Linked DNA regions of Hordeum vulgare: region 1 is linked to region 2. Evidence: chromatin contacts called from public Hi-C data. All regions are on one chromosome and are shown on one strand. Each heading gives the region's core, a stretch centred on a gene start, on an enhancer-like site or on the middle of the called end of the contact. The rest is flanking DNA. Distances are from core to core; before and after follow the strand shown.

Evidence for each region. Hi-C and Micro-C count contacts between places; a contact is called where the count stands out from the background.
Region 1: a contact with region 2 is called in a Hi-C map of leaf, with 5 times the contacts expected there. The contact joins the promoter of LOC123431717 here to the promoter of LOC123431696 in region 2. A contact is called at or near these places in 4 of 6 Hi-C or Micro-C datasets (leaf and seedling) and 1 of 1 datasets of contacts at active chromatin or transcription factors (embryo).

What each region holds. Positions count from the first base shown.
Region 1 is chr1H:293,715,131-293,717,830 of MorexV3_pseudomolecules_assembly, reverse strand. LOC123431717 reads right to left here and starts at 1,425. Exons shown (of 3, transcript XM_045115352.1): 1 at 910-1,425; 2 at 618-754. The coding sequence starts at 1,170.
Region 2 is chr1H:293,564,332-293,567,031 of MorexV3_pseudomolecules_assembly, reverse strand. It overlaps LOC123431696 (protein EXECUTER 1, chloroplastic), which reads right to left and starts at 1,347. Exons shown (of 13, transcript XR_006623300.1): 1 at 661-1,347.

The sequences.
Region 1 (2,700 bases), core at 176-2,675, 150 kb before region 2:
TTCTGAAGTTATGTAGTAACCGCCAAACTGGTTAATGGCACGTCGCAGGGATAAATTGGCTAATGATTTTTTTTGCAACTCCAACTCTTTCTATAACGTGAAACGACTTACATCATGCATGCATTCGTGAAGGAAAAGCTTCATGCAAAAGAAAAACCTTAGTTTCGTACAAGAGACATGGTTAAGATTAAATAAGGTAATAATCCTGGCAATACTTCAAGTGTCTAAGGAGGTGCTGAAACGATAAGATAACTTTGCATGAGACTACGAGACGATACTCCCATTGCATTCCAGCTTCACTTAACGCTACAACTTTGCATGACATGATGATAGTATCATAGTAGTTCATAGCCGATCCAGAACTACCGTGACCAGCACTCAGATAAAATGCAATGCAGAATACTCATTTGATCCTGATACACATCTGAAAAAACTCGAAGCGATGTAGTAACAGTTCTTGACTATCGATACACACAACACTAAGCTGAACACTTGATAAACAGCACTGCGACGTGCCAACTCACTAACGGCATGACTTAAAAGTAACAACATGTTAATGCCTTTCCAGAAGAAAAAGGTAAGCAACATACTAACGCAAAAACTATTATTCTCTATACCTGTCACCACACTCGTATGAACCATTCTGCTGGAAAGGCGAATGAGGATGCCTTCCCGGGAGCGGAATCCGTAGTGTCTTGTGGGCAAACATCTGGAGGTCAGTGGAGAGGCTATTCAGCCTCTTGACGTCGGCTACCTACGCGTCAAAATACACAAATCATTCAAACACCTTATCATCGTCAATATGCTACCTCTGCCTGAAGCAGCTAGAAGTTAAACACTGTTACATTTTATATCCCCTTCTGGTATTCCAATGTATAGTAATATAAAAGAGCAGTCCCGTCGCATTACCTCGACTCCGTACTTGATGGCGACGCCGGCGAGGGTGTCGAACTTGCCGACCCGGTGCAGCATGTACTGGCCGCACGACGACATGGGCAGCGACGACGCCGACGACGGGGAGGTGGACTGCGACGGGGACCCCGACCAGGACTGGTCGGCGGCGGCTAGGGCGGCCGCGGCGTCCGCCTCCTCGATCTCGCAGAGGCGGCCGTCGAAGAACCCATTCGCGCGCGGAAAGGCGTGGTCTTTGGGCAAATGGGGGCGGCTCATGACATCCGGGGGCGCCGCTGGGGGCGGATCTGGGCGCGGGCGGCCCGGATTCGCGGGCGGGGCGCCGCGGGCTCGCCGTCCGATGCGGCGGATTCCGGCGGCCGCGGGGGTGGGGGGTGGATGATGGCGCAGGAATTGGCGACCGGGGAGGAGGGAGGGAGGGAGGAGAGGGGAGGCCGGGTGCGGAGGAGAGAGAGAGAGAGAGCTCCCACGAGGTTGTTTTGTTTGACGCGGCTCGGGGTCGGGGGAGAAGGGGACGCAGGAAAAAGAAACGTGGCACTCCTCCGTCTCCTCTTGTGAAGCATTTGACAGTTCAGCTCCAAACTTGTAAAAGAAAAACGTTCCGCAGTTTGACGGTTCAGATATGGTTTGAGCTGGCCGCTACTATATCACTTGGCTTATACAGTTATTGCACTTCGGATGTTGTTGTTTTCTGACTTGCAGTTCGGATGGTTGGCTCGTTCTGTATTTCGGCCAAACTGATCTTGTTTTTAGAAGAGAAAGTTCTTACCAAAAGTTTTTTTTTTAAGTTTCTCAAACACCATCTATACATCTGGGTTGACTGGCACCCCTTATATCCAGTCATATATGGGACAGATATGGAGATAGACCGGACGTCTTTTTTACATCAGAATGCTAGACCACATCGTCCTACTTGCTCTCTTGTGCAAGTGGTTGGGTAATTCCCAAAACGTGAAAAGGTTGTCAAGCTTTCTATCCTCCTAGTTACAAGATTAAAATACATCCCACGGGCCATAGGTTTACTAATGACATCTCTCCAAGTTGACAAGTGTAGAGTGATAAACAAATGACAATTGGACAACGATTAAATTGCAATATTAGTATTTATCATTATGGTCATTCATGGTGCAACCTTATGTAGGTATTACGTTTATGATATGTAAACCATTCTTCAACTGCATCTACAACTAATATTCCACCCTAAGACCATTATCCAACATGCATCTTGAAGTATTAAGTTTATGATAAACACAACATTGCAATAAGCATAATGACATAACATAGATAGTAAAACTATCATCCACGTGTGATAAAAAAAACTAATTATTTTATCCTTAGTGTCAACAATACAATATGTGTGTTGTATATTGTCAGGACCGGTTTCCAAATAAAATAAATTTGTAGAAAATCAACCATGAATGTCACCAGTGTAGAAAAATATTTCCCACTAATAGACCAATCTTGATACAGAAACTAGTACTACTTAATATTAAACAGAGTAGAGCGGAGGTTGCTCTACAGTTTATTACAACACGTTCAAAGTCTCATAAGGATGGATATGTTATAGTGGTCATGGCATAACTCTACTGCTCGTAATAAAGTGGGCATGTCACATATGAGTGAAGTGACATGGCATAAGTTCTACTACGCGCCAAGCGTCAGAGTGAGGCTTGACGATTTATTCGTGGTGGCGGAAGAGGTGAAATAATACAACGACGGACTCCATGATCGCAAGACTGACTCGGACTCCTCTAGGCGTCGGACTCGCTATCGAACTCTTCATCCATG
Region 2 (2,700 bases), core at 98-2,597:
GTGAATCTATTAGACCACTGAGCCTATCAGCAGTATGATGCATGCTTTGTGAATCTATTAAACCGTTGAGCCTATTAACGAAAGTGTATAGCGGTATAAGCATTGCAAACCTTCAATACAAATGTAGACACGGTATCTCTCACATGTTGTTGGCATGGTAACAGATGGCATAGGCCATAAATGGAACACATTATGGTGCTAAGCCCAAGATATAGCGTACCATCAATGGATTGATCTAACACGACATTAGTAGTTCCAAGACACACCAAAAAAAAAAAATTGGCGACTAATTCATGTTGATACTTGAGAAAAAAATGTGTCACTCCAAAGAAGCCAGTTTAAGTTTGAGCCTTGCTTCAGTAGTGCTTCAGCTCCCTAAGGAGTAAGTTTCTTCGGAACAGTTAATCGTCATCAATTGAGCTTATCGAGTATCGCATTTCCTAAATTTCTTCAGAACCTACTAGTTCCTAGGATAAGTCAAGTATAGATGGTCCGGCAGAAAAGGGCAATATGGAATTCGGGCATGGTCCATGGAGGACATTTGTACTGCTAAACGTTCCATGTTCGTAATCACATGTTATAAAAAAGACGATAACGGTGCTTTCTGTGCAAACCTCATCCATATTCACAAGTAGTGACTGATCAGTGAGAAAAATCAACCTGAAGTTCATCAACAAGGCGCTCGCTCTCCTGAACGAGGGCGAAGTGCTGCTTCCACCTCTCCCAGCTCCACTTCCCTTCTTCCTGCATCACGTCCACCTCCTCGCCGTCCTCCTCCACTCCCTGCCCTCTCTCCTCCAGTTCGTGAGAGCTCTCCGCTCCCGTCGACCGACCCGCCTCCTTCGAGGGGTGTACCGAGGGCCAGTAATTCCCGACGTACTCGCTCCACCGCCGCACGGCGCCCTGGAAGGCGTCGTGGAAGAGCGCGTCCCAGCCTCGGCGTCGCTCGCCGCCGGGGTCCGCACCGGGGCTGCGCGCGCTGCACCGAAACACCGAGGCAGCGTCGGAGGCGCGGCGAGTCGGCGCGGCGCCCGCCAGGCGGCGGACGCGGAGGAGGCGCTGGCCGCGGTGCGCGGCGAGGAACCGGCTAGGGTTGGGGTCCGGCTGCCGCGAGGACGAGGAGGGGAAGGAGGCGGCCGCGGCGGGCAGCGGCGCGCGGGGCGCGGTGTAGACGGACGCCATGGAGGCGGAGTCGGCACGGCCGCGGATGTGGAGGTGCAGGCCGCCGCGCGACGCACCGGAAGAATCGTGCTCGTGCGCTCGTGCCGCGTGGTCGCCTCGCGTTGTCTCCTTTCCTGTGGATTGGGTCGAGGGCGGGCGCAACTGATAAGACTTTCGCGGGGAGCAGACGAACCTCGTGGGGAGCGAACATGACGGGTGGGGCCTCAGCGAGCGAAACTTGTTTGCGGGCCGGGGCTCCGAGTTTTTGCGGCTAGATGTGCCTTGCTTGTGTCCTCGGAAAATGCTGTGGCGCTCACCGTGTCGGTACTCGGTACAAAGGAGGACGATGGTTGGTGGGGTCCGGCCACGTTCTTCAGAAGCGGGGCTTCTCGAATGCACCTCGTGTCGTCCGCGCCGGCCGAATGAACCGAGGGCCCGTCCATTTGCATCGGCTTTTCAAGTTTTCTCACATCAAGTCCTTACACTGTCATCATTTGGTGAAGTTTTTATTTTATAACCTTAAGCTGGTCGTAATGAGTAGTATCACGCTGGTTGTAATGGGTGATATCATATATTAATAAAAAAAATCTGAAATGAACCTTGAACTCATAGAGGCTAGCGAAATCGAACCCCGAAGTTCAAATCCCTAAAATCAGCACTCTCAACTGTCAAATCTTAGTCTAAATTAAACCCTGGAGTGGTTTTGGGTAGAAAAACACTTACGTGGCATAGTCAACCGGGATCCTTTGACTGGTGGGCCCTCGCTGACAGATGGGGACGTTGGAAGTGGGATAAATCGATTGGGGATTTCTCTTCTTAGCTAGGGTTTGCACGGCGGCGGCACGGAGACGCAGGGGCGATTGGAGATTTCTCGTCGGCGTACGGCGGTGGGCAGGGCGATGTCGTGGTCATCGGGGTCTTCCTCTGCCGGATTTTTTCACTGTTTTGACCTTACAGGTAAACATGAGCATAAAATGAACTCAGTCTGAAAATATTTTCGAATCTGACCCTTTTTAGAAACGCCAGAGTCCGTGGCGTTGCTGCTCCACGTAGAAACACCAGTCTAACGTGGCGTTTCTGACCTACATTCAAAAGTCAGTCTGCTGGACGTTGTAGCCTATATAGAAACGCCAAGTCCCATGGCGTTTCAGGCTATGTAGCAACGCCAAGGCGCATGGCGTTTCAATGCATGCGCTACTGTTCGCATCATGCAGGCAGGCATGCAGGCATGCGCCGCTGTTCGCAGCTACTGTTTGCTACTGGTCACTGCCCCTCTCTGCTCGTTTTTAAGTCTTGCATGCGAGCTACACTGTGCATGGGAGAAAAAATAATGCCCACTAAAGAGGATCGGAGGGAGTACAGTGCATGCATGCATGCAGGCAATGCAGAGGCAGGCACGCACACACACATAACTATGGGATGTGGCTATGGTGTGGCGTAGAGTAGCATGGATGATGAGCAGCAGTAAAATAAACTATTGTTGCTCCTGCTGGCACGGTGACACCGGCACAGTAGCTCATGCATGGTTATTTGCCTCAG